Regions from separate parts of the Arachis hypogaea genome. Here region 1 is linked to region 2. The links are chromatin contacts, called in public Hi-C maps. All regions are on one chromosome and are shown on one strand. The core of a region is the stretch at or near the end of the contact, and the rest is flanking DNA. Distances in the headings are between cores, read along the strand shown.

Region 1 (5,755 bases), core at 2,166-4,665, 140 kb before region 2:
CATCCCTTTATAGGTGACTTTAATAAAAGTATTGGATCCCGCCCCGAAACTCCAATATGTCGGGATGAGGCGTTCTCTCTCCAATGACAACCAAAAGAGGTGACGACCCTTGACCGGTCAAACCTTAAAGTATTTATCCTTGAACCCATGGTAGGAGTCCTCGAACAAACAAAATATTCTCGGCCCCTGGGCAGATCGGAAAGACATAAACCCTTTCCTCGCTTTCCCCTCCTTGGAAGGGTTCGTAAGGTTGAAGAAGAAGGGAAGACATCAACAGATGCCAGAAGCTCCAGATGCTTGCATACCATCTCGAAACAGCAAATCGACGCCCAACTGTTCGGATGCAGTTGCGACGGCGCCATGGAAATCCGACTTAAAAGTCCCATCTGGAAGGGGGAGAGAGGAATGCGAACTCCCACTTGGGTAAACATGGCTTTATAGAACCAAATCCAATCGGGGACCCGGGGAGCATGGAAGTTGAGCTCATATAGCCGCTCGTGAGGAGCAGGGACGTATACGTCGTAATTAGCCTCCTCGTCGGTACCCCCACACAGATAGTTGGCCTGACGAAACTCGGTGAGCTCCTCCTCACCCATTTGGTTTGGGGAATCCCTGAGGTCGGAGACCACCCAAGCATACGAGTCATAACTCGCGTCGGAGGTTGAAGCCCGAGCGACAACACGAGGCATACCTACAGTGGGGGCACCACTCGATTAGTCTATGAGATCGAAAACCCGGAAAAAACCTATAAACTACGTCTACCCTACAACCCGAACTAAACATGCCTGAAGTCAATATCAAATAAGGCCTATTCCAGAATGGCAACCCCCCTAGCACACCTACTCGACATTGAAGAGGTATCCATTTTATAGGAACCAAACAACAAAGCAGCAACCACGCACAGTAAACATGCAAAGAGACATTAAAGAGAAGAAAAAGGATCGATGGTTACCTGGACTGATTGCAAGAACTTGGAAGAGAAAGGAACGCACAGGAATTCTGGAACAAGTCTTTGACGATAGGGAATGCAGAAGGAATATGTGGGAAGAGCAAGAATGAGAAGGGAGAACCCATGCAAAACTGTTTAAAACTGTTGAAAAGGGAGCGTGAAAGGCCTGGGGACAAAATGGTTTTTGCGTACAGGATTTTCCAACCCATTATGAGCATTTAATGCCCTGCGCGAGGTACGAGACGACGGATGATCGTCCCAACAACGAATGGGCACGCACACAGGAGGCGCGTTCCCTCCACGAGCGACCGACCCGACGACAACGAGCAAAAAGATAACACGCCACTAACAGCTTGTGCGGCTATTTGCCGGCGCGTTGGGGGCACTGTTACGGCCCGGCCCAAGCCACTCGTGGGTCGAACTGACCCCATGACGACCCGACCCGAACGGTCGGGCACGTACCGCTCGCTACGCGACCCGAACACGCATCCTCGACAGCTCTCCGCTACAGTTGTGAGGAAGTTTCGAGAAAAGTGGGCCTGTCCTTGAAGGGCCCACCTCTGACACGGTATAAATGGGGAAGGACCTGCCCTTCCCCCAAGGTACGTCACACTCTACCTTACCCCCCTTTTCTTGCCTGCACACTCAATTGACTTGAGCGTCGGAGTGTCATTGCAGGTGACACCTCCCCTCTCTTTTCGAAATCTCGGAACGTCGGTTCCTCGTCTCACCCCCGCGACCCATTCCAGGCTACGTCCCACCTATTCACACAAGGATCATCCCAAATCATCCAGTACATGACTTATCGAACATAAAATAATTTTACATTATAGATATTTTAAATTATTTTTAGCATTAGTGATATTTTTCGGTATACTAAACTACTTTTAGTATAATTCAATTACTAGTAGTTATTAATTACTATAAAACTAATTAATTATGAGCTATTATCAACGATAATGTGTATCATTGTAACAAAGAGTTTTTCTAACTACTAATAATTGAAGCTTTATTTTAATAGGTAAACCACAAAAGATGCACTCAAATTATTTTAGTATTGACAAAAATATTTTTAAAAATTATTGATAAAAATACCTTCAAATAATTTAAATAATTTAAAAAACGTTAAAAAAATACTCAACTGTGATCAAAGATATATTTCGCCAATAAAAAAATATATTGTGACAATAAAAAAATATATTGTGACTCATTTGTTAACGTCTAACTCTCATTTGTCACCTAAAAAACTTTATTTACTGCATACTATTTTTTGTTAACGTAAAACATTTTAATTTAAGAATGTATATTTTTGTCATGTTTTAAATAATTTAAAATATTATTTTTTGATAGCAAAATTTAAGAATGTTTTTATAAAAAAAAATTTAAATATATTTTTGTAGTTTAGCCTTTTTTAATCTAGTAAATATATTAATCAATGAATCATATTTATGCAATAAAATCTTTTAATTCGTCGTAACATCATTGGTAACATTAATAACTATGCGCTTAAGTTACCCCCCCCCCCCCCCAAAAAAAAAAAAAAAGCTATGCACTTAACAAATAGCTAGCTAGGGTGGCCGAATAAATATGAAGAAGGCTTGAACTTGAAGCTGAGTTTATAAACGTTGAATGTGTGCCTCCCAAATCATAAACAAGAAAACCAAAAGCTAAACACTATTCATATAAAAAACTATAGCATAAGATAATAAATTAGAAAATAAATAGTACTATACTATTGTAGTACCCTTTTTATTAATAACCTTTTCTTCCTATGTATCTAAGTATCTACGTTGTGTATGTGTGAGGCATTTTTGGCGTGTTCATGAAGTAAATAATAATGCCGTTAAAGATTTGCTCTCACCACCACCAATGGACAACCTAACCCAACAACGCTTGTTATTTTTTATGTGGGAGAGAGAAGTGTATAACAAGAAGCTGTGAACAGAAGTGTGTTTCACATTGATATGGGATGTACAAATCAGATGCACCTATTTGTTTGTTTTATTTTTTTTTTTCAAACAAACAATCACAAATCGGACGGTCCGATTTGTGAATTCGAAAAAAAAAATTTTAATGTTGAAATCGGACCGTTTGATTTTTATTTTAAAAAATAAAAAAAATACAAAATACAAAACGGACCCTTCGATTTGTAGTTTATTTTTTTCTCCAAACAAATCGGATCCTCCGATTTGTAATTTATTTTTCTCTTCAAACAAATCGGACCGTCCGATTTGAATAAAACACCATATCAAAAAAAAACACCCAATCTTCCAATAATAATGTATTACACATATATTTAAACAATATAAAAAAAATTAGCCAACCAAACAATGCCTTAACAAAATAATAAATAATAAAAAATACTATGTGCACAAAAAATCAGTAAAAAAAAGTTAGAAATAATAATAATAATAATAATAATAATAATAATAATAATAAAAGGCATTGCTTTCTCCAAAGTCCAAATGACATTATTTATTTAATTTCCATATCACTTAACATTCCCTCAAAGTCCATTCTGTGACTCTTCCTCTTCTGCTCCCACTTCCAACTTCCAACTTCCAAACTTGATTTTCCTTTTAAATTGTTATTATTTTTTAAAAAGGTTTTCATTTCTCAGCACTGTTTCTTGTTACTGCATTCTAACTGTCTTCAAATATATTATTCTTCTTTCCAACTTCATTTTAAGTAAGTTCATTTTCTTTGTATCAATATATATTGTATATAAATTGCAGAACAAATATATGTAATGTGTTCAATCTGTTGTTATAGCTTTGAATTCATGGTTACATTTTACTTCATATGAGTTTGAATTTGATCAATGTGCTAATGTTTTTGAATCTCACATTGTTAGGGAAATTAACCAAGTGGTGGAGTCACTGAACTTGATGATGCTACAACATTCAAACATCTTCATAGAACAAGATTTTCTGCTTCTGATTCAGATTCTTGTTCTTGTTCTTCTTCTCTTCCCTCAAACTACAATATCTGATCTACATTCAGAAAAGCAAGCACTCCTTGATTTTGCATCAGCATTTCACCATGGCAAAAAGGTGAATTGGAACATGAACACTTCAATGTGCAATTCATGGAATGGAGTTACCTGCAATCCCAAGGGCACAAATGTAATTTCACTGAGGCTACCAGGTGTTGGTTTGAGAGGTTCTCTGCCACCAAACACAATTGGTAAGCTCAATGGCCTCACAAGTCTTAGTCTAAGGTCTAACACATTGAGTGGCAAAATCCCAAATGACATTCTTGCCCTTCATTCCCTAAGGTTTCTATATCTTCAACATAACAATTTCTCAGGTGAATTTCCAAATTTTCTTCCACCTAGGCTTGTGCTTCTTGATTTGTCACATAACTCTTTCACAGGACAAATTTCAAACTCAATCCAAAATTTGACTAATCTAACTGGTTTGTTCCTCAAGAACAATTCACTTATAGGGCCTATTCCTAATGTAACCCTTCCTAGCCTTAAGGATTTGGATTTGAGCTTTAACAACCTTAATGGTTCAATTCCTTTAGCATTTCATAGGTTTCAATCTTCATCATTTGATGGGAATTTGATGCTATGTGGACCACCTTTGACAAAACAATGTTCCTCATCAAGTCCTCTTAGTAGTCCAATGTTGTCTCCACTAATAGTATCTCAAAATTCAAGTGATGTTTCCAAGAAGAGGCCAATTCTTGGGGTGGTGGTCGCTGCCGCCTTGGGAGGTTTCGGACTACTTTTTCTACTAGTTTTGATGTTGGTGTTGTATTTTCTTAAGAAGAGAGTTGGTGAACAAAATGAGGCACCAAAAGCAAGTAAACTTGGTGAGAATCTTAGGGAGGATTTTGGGAGTGGTGTGCAAGAACCTGAGAAGAACAAGTTGGTATTTTTCGGAGGGTGTTCTTATAACTTTGATCTTGAGGATTTGTTAAGAGCTTCAGCTGAAGTTCTTGGTAAGGGAAGTTGTGGAACAACTTATAAGGCAGTCTTGGAAGAAGGGACAGTAGTTGTTGTTAAGAGGCTGAAGGAAGTTGCAATTGGGAAGAGAGAATTTGAACAGCAAATGGAAACTGTGCAAAAGCTTGATCAGCATCCAAATGTTGTTCCATTTAGTGCTTACTATTATTCCAAGGATGAGAAGCTAGTGGTTTATGATTACCTACCATTTGGAAGCTTTTCCAAGTTATTGCATGGTAATTTAATGTTATTATGAACTTTTCTTTTGATTTCATATTCATAAGGTTTAATGATGAAAATTTTACATAACTTTTTCTTTTCTTAAATGTTTGCATGACTCATTTTTTGTGTAATCACTTGAAAATACAATATCATAGCTTTCCTTTTGATTTCATATTCTTAATAAGGTTCCATTATGGTTTACATAGCTTTTTCTTTTTCTTAAATTTTTTGCATGATTCATTTTTGTGTAACTACATGAAATTCAACATATGGTAAGTGAGTCACTTATTCTTTGTCAATAAAGTGATGAGTCTCAGGTGAGTACACAAAAAATGAGTTATTCTATCATTTATTATTTTTTATGACTAATTTTATCGTTACAAGATATTAGCATTAAAAAGATTTAAATTTTAATGGCTACATTAAAAGACAACTATAAAAAATTCAGGTTTTATTGGTAATAATGGATATGTAACTCACTAGAATTATTTTTTTTAAGAACTTGAGTCAGACAGAATTTTAGTTGCCAGAATGATATGTCATGATTATTAATATTTGGATGAGTAAGTTTTTCATAGCACTTCATTCAACCAAACAACTACCATGACTGTTGTCAAGGATTCTTACTATAT
Region 2 (6,160 bases), core at 182-2,681:
CATTCATTATGGTTGCTCAACAGAAAATTAAAGTTGGATTCACATGTAACTGCTTATTATCAACGGCCAATTGTGTTGCCCTTTAGCTTTTGTTGTGGCCCAATGGTGGTTGGTGTTTTTGAACAAACACATGTGAATACAACTAAAATTAATAAACTATATTATGGACACACCAGCCTGCCAACATTGAAAGACCCCCAACTTTCTCACCTTTGCTACACATTTTAATCATGTGAAATACATATGTTTCTTAACCATGTTGCATACAATATTGTTAGAAACCTTTTTTTTTTGGAAGGAATGTTGCTAGAAACCTTAAATATACTAATCTAAGACGAACTTGAAAATACTTAAAAAGATATGGTTAAAATTAATGTCAAAATTTTCATTTTTTTATAATATATTTTAAATTAAAAAATATTTTTAAATATCAAAAAACATTATTTTAATATTTTTAAATATTACTAAAATGGTACGATAACCATTATCATCACTATATAATAGTAGTTAGTTAGTCATCATATAAACATGTCTCATGTATATATTTTAATATTTTTTAAATATTATTAAAATTGTACAATAATCAAAACTACCATAATAATAGTCAATTACTCAATTAGTCATCACAAACAAAACCTTTTAATTCATTTTAGATCTAATAAAAAATTTGTTCTAAATAATCAAGTAGACTATCAATGTGAATCTTCTGTTTCAAATTTAGTGACATGACAGTGAAAATATATTAAGAAAAGCAACATCAACACTGGTTTTTTGGCATCTTAAGCTTCGATTTGGTCTTACTTTATTTTTAAGTAATCTGCATTTTTTTTACGTACATTGCTCATTCTCCATCCCAAATCCCACCAACTATTAATTAATCATTTTTTTTTTTAAGTAGATATGCCTCTAACATTAATCAATAGAATAAAACCTGGTCTCTTAAACTATTTCTCTTGTGACATTTATTCAGTTATTTATGAGTTTAATTTGATATACTAGAGTTTAAAATATTCTGTACTGTCATTTAATTAAAATGTTTTTTTTATAAAACCATAAATTACTACTAGAGCTTTATCCAATTTTTGTCCTTAGCTTAAGTTACATAAACGATTCTCAATATATATTTAATATATAATTAAGATAAATTAATTTCTTAATTTGTGTATTAATGACACACATGATCACAGAGAGTTAGTTACTGTTCTTCTGTTTATAAATTGTTTCTTTAAAAAATGAAATGTTGTATACTTGTATCATTTGTTAAATTTTAAATTTTTTTTTTGTATAATTAAAATGATTAAAAATCAACTTTTAAAAACCATATCATTTCCCCAATTTATGATAAAAGATTATGCTTTAAATAATTTTAATATTTTATTTTATTAACCACTATTTTTTTCTTTAATTAGATAAATTATTATTATTATTAAGAAATAAGAACCCTAATTTCTCTTGCCCATTAGAGAGAGGGGTTATTTTTCTACACTCTTAACACCCTCTCCCATCTGTATTACGGGGTGTGGAGATTCTAGATGTACAAATAACGATACTCAAAACTTTTTTTTTTCTTTCTAATCTGTTTTATTACCAGAAGTAACAATTTCACCTGAATTAATAAGTAGTTTGTTCATCAATAACCTATTAATTATTTATTTATTGTTTATTTTCTTTTTGGTTTTTTCCCCTTTTTTTTTTTGGTTTTTGGTTTCTGTTTCTGTTTTTATGTGTCAACAAAAACAAGTAAACAAACGTCAATTTAATTCACGCCAGCACATGACTCTTGCTCCTTATCTTCTCCGAAAAGTAGTGATAGTTTCTCAAATTCCCCTTTAAATATTCAATTTGCTGTTCTTAACCCTTTCAGTGTTTCTATCTGCAGCAATTCAACTATCTCAGACTTAGACCCTTCAATTGTTTCAGGTAATTTAATTGTCCCTTTTCTCTATTTTTTTTTCTGATTGCAGAAATAAACCCTTGTTTTCTCTTCATTTATTGTTTCTTTTAATGCATGATTTTCGTGGGGTTCTCTTTATTATGTGCAAATTTATGGAAAGCTTGCAACTTTAAATTCCAGATATAGAAAGTCTGTTCTGTAATCACAGAGTTCTGAGCAACCTATGCAATTTAAAAGAGAAAAAGAAACTGTGCTTTGCATATTGGGAACACTTAATAGAGTTCTTAATGCGTTAGAATTTTAGAATTGGACCATGTGCATATCTATTTGGGGCAAGAAATGCTGAAACAAAAAAGAGCATAGCAAACCAAATCAGCCTTAAGAATCTTAAAGGAGGGGGTGGGTGGGTGAGAGTAGAACTCAGAGGATTTGAGGAAGGAAAAAGGCCTGGGGCTGGGAGAATGTTTGGGAGAGAAAGAGTGAGGGTGGAGTCGATTTCGGTTGAGAGCTTTGGAGCACTTCTTGGTATGAAGGAATTTTTATTGCTGTGGTGCTATTCTTGTTCGCACTGTTGTAGTTGTTGTTTTGCTCTTTCAGCTTGGAGACATCATTTGCCACAGCTTGGAGTCAAGAGATATCAGTTGCTCCTGTGTGAGCCATGTAGGCAGCAACCATATTGGTGCTAAGCAATAAATGTTGCCCGGACTCATTCTAGAGGTTTTTCACTTGATTTTGACATCGGGATCAAGCGCAACCTTCAGGATGGTTGAACAAGTGAACCATGCGCAGCCACAGCCTGACATGCATACCCAAGCTCCCATGCTAGTTCAAGACCATGCTTTCGACCTTCAAGTTTGAGGAAACCATGTCATGGTTGTTGCTATATGCCCGGCCTAAAATAGAAAAGGAGACCTTCTGAATGACCTACAATGGAGTCTAATACACTAGACAAGAATGAGAGAAACTGGGCTGACGAAGGAATACCGCCTGTCCGATTGGGTCTGCGGGAGAAGGTTCTGATCGACAACATTAAGTTGGGTGTGTGTGACAGTTTGTACTGTTTATGAAACCCCAGCTGCCACTAGTCCATAGATGATGGGGAATCCCTTGTGCACATTGTTTTTATATTTATTTTGGTTTAGCTCCATTCCTTCACTTGATTTTTGCTCCTGCTTAGTCATCCAATAATATAAGTTTTCTGTTTCTTGCACCTGTGTTTTTAATGTATCCTTCTTCAGATGTGTGCTAATTCCTGATATTCTTTTTAAGTGAACACTTATAGACTACTAATTTATTTTCTTATGTTGCTTGAATTTTGCTTTCACTATGGCCTTGGGGTAACTCACCGGTTCGAAGCCAACCAATAAAGTGTTACATTCATTTGAGTTGGCTATTGTTCTCCGTACCTCTCTTACTCCCTTTTTATTTTTTTGGCCTTGCAGAAATTTGTTCTGCAGAACTTGGTGGTATTTCCTCTCAAACTTCAGAATTTGTGGCTTTTGAACAATTATATGGGGAACTGTTTGGATAAGGTAAGAATATTAGGGTAAATCAATGAGATTCTTCATTGCTATGCTGATTAAAAGTTGAAAAGCCTGAAACTTTTCTCCTGTTTTCTGTGATGAACTGTTTCCTTCAATATATATAGCATATTCTTACAAAAAGTTCTAACTATGCTGTGCTTGTAACTTTAAAGTGTTAGTGTTTGATTATGGTTTTTTAGTGTCCAAGACCTACTTATTTGCCAGCTGCATTGAGATATTAACTCTCGAATATTCGTCCTGCTTGTATATGATCTGTAGCTGTTAGGTTAGACGGGTAATAAGCAAGAATGGGGACAAAAAATAGTAGGATGCAACAACTGATGAAAAATTATGTAAGAATTAGAAAAGGGCAATATATTACTTTTTCTCAACTGTTCAAAAAGATCTAAATATTAGAAATGATCAATGGTTCCGATTACACTGCCTAGGCAACTAACGAAAACAAATTTCTTGTTGTAGCTTGTAGATAGCTAACAGTTAGGTCAGGAAGATATGTTAATAACCAATTTTAGTTTTTACTTTTATTTTCTCAGTGGTGAATGGTTGATAACCTATAACATTGTATTTTATGTGGTGGTGATGTGTTTATACTTATTTTATGCCAGATATTTCTAAATCTAGCTCATTTCCTCAACATTATTCTTCCTCTTCTATTATCAGCTACTCCAGCTGCAAGCCTCTTGATGTTTCCCTTCCTCCACATTAATAGCGGCTAGAAAGGAAAAATAGAGAAATATAAGTGATAAGTCTGCAAATTATGTTGGTGATAGAAAGCCAACATTAATATAAGCTTAATGTTGTGTTGGATAAGAGGATGTTTTGATGGATGAGCAGACACACTAAACCAAATAGGATTAGGAATTATTGCATGAAAGAGGGATTTTCAGTAGCATTGATTATAGGGATAGTAGGATTTTCCTGGTCTTAGTTGGTATTTGCATAGTAGAAGAAGGTTTGTTGAGGCTTTAGTTAGAAGTGTGGATCCGATCATGGGTAGTCATGTAGCCAGAGACAGAAGGAAACCTAAAAAAGACTTTAGAGGAAACTATTAAAATTTAAAAGAGATTTAAATACAAATGGTTTAAACACAATATACACAATTATGACTTATGATAGGGAACTTAGTTTGGTGGTGTTTGATCCATATTGACCGCAATTAATGGGATGAGGATCAATTGTTGTAGACTTCTTTGCAAATTTTGTGGTTCTTTATGCTGCTAGAGCTTACTAGTGTATCATTTAACTTCATTTATTGATCAGTCAATTAACAAAAAAGATCTCATGTTTCTGATATTTGGAGGATGAATCTACGGATACACATTCTGATCAACACGTGGAGTTAGCTTCTGGAAATGTGAAACTTATTAGCAGCTCCGAAGCTTGGGAGCAAAAGTTGGAAGAAGCAACAAGAGATGGCAAAACTGTAAGTTTTCGTTCTTATTTACTTTGTTGTAACATAGGTATCTTTTGCACTTGATTCTAAATGGTGTTTCTAATGCTTTTAGAAATGTTGAGTTGTAATAACTAAATAACTTTGGAAAGAGCTCTTAAGCTCGCTCCATATTAATGAGACACACTACACTTTGTGTTTTGTTTATTGTAATGCATGTAGTTTATTATCAAGCAAATTTTTTCTATTCTGTTGCAATTATGTGTCACAAGCTAATCGAGATGGTAGTGTCTAATTTCAAATTTGATAGCGAGTTTTATCATTGATTCCCTGCTGTTTAATTTCATCAAGAATTTGGAAGGGCTTTACATGTTAATCGGAAGCCTTCTGCGGCCTTGTGCCCAAGATTCTATTTTCGATATTAGGGTAGGAGATCTAAGGATCCATTTTTGCACCTTGCTAAAGATACCTTCTCTCTTTTCGAACTTAAATTTGCGCTGGCCAGTTTGGTAGTGGCGTAGAATTTGTCCCTAATTTCCATTAATGTCTCTTTGACACGCATGCACATAAAATGCACTTTGAAGTTGGGATATAGTTCCTTGAAACTTATCTTATCTCTAAAGTTAAAGGCATCAATTCCATGAGGGTAAAAATGGGTTTTTATTTTTGGTATTAGATTTATTTGGAAAACATTATGAAAACTGATATATGAAATTTTATTTCCATTTTCATCCCCATAAGGATAGGTGTACACACTTATTTTCTTACTTTAAAGGCAACTCACTCCCATTTCTGATACAATAGATATGATGAAATTGTTTGCAGATATTTCAGCATATTTTCTCACTCTTTTCAATTTTTGAAGTATATAATTTATTTTCTCTTGGTTCAAAGTTAATACTGAAGCTCAATGTTCAACAGGTGATCCTGAATTTCAGTGCTACTTGGTGTGGTCCTTGTAAAATGATTGCGCCGTATTACTGCGAGTTATCTGAGAAATTCACATCGATAGTGTTCTTAATAGTCGATGTGGATGAACTAAGCGTAAGTGACAAAGGCACTAAACATTATTATTTCATATTATCAATTTGAAATTAAAGTTTAGCAAATACATCAATTTCAGTTAGTTTCACTACTGAAACATGGTTTTCGTTGTTGCAGGACTTCGCCGCTACATGGGACATCAAAGCCACGCCAACTTTCTTCTTTTTTCAAAACGGACAACAAGTTGACAAACTTGTAGGAGCAAACAAGCCAGAGCTGCAGAAGAAGATTGCTGCCATTACCGACTCGGTTCCAAAGTGGCAGTAACTGTTGTTTTGTTCATCGATT

What was found. A called contact is a pair of places that touch in the nucleus more often than the background predicts.
Region 1: a Hi-C map of an unstated tissue shows a contact between it and region 2, with 3 times the contacts expected there. The contact joins the promoter of LOC112797243 here to the promoter of LOC112797240 in region 2. A contact is called at or near these places in 3 of 8 Hi-C or Micro-C datasets (leaf and an unstated tissue).

What each region holds. Positions count from the first base shown.
Region 1 is chr4:110,409,884-110,415,638 of arahy.Tifrunner.gnm2.J5K5, reverse strand. It overlaps LOC112797243 (probable inactive receptor kinase At5g58300), which reads left to right and starts at 3,415. Exons shown (of 3, transcript XM_025840070.3): 1 at 3,415-3,637; 2 at 3,804-5,137. The coding sequence starts at 3,838.
Region 2 is chr4:110,266,504-110,272,663 of arahy.Tifrunner.gnm2.J5K5, reverse strand. It overlaps LOC112797240 (thioredoxin H-type), which reads left to right and starts at 1,431. Exons shown (of 6, transcript XM_025840063.3): 1 at 1,431-1,534; 2 at 1,880-1,920; 3 at 3,337-3,426; 4 at 4,739-4,861; 5 at 5,750-5,872; 6 at 5,990-6,160. The coding sequence starts at 3,406. The coding sequence ends at 6,139.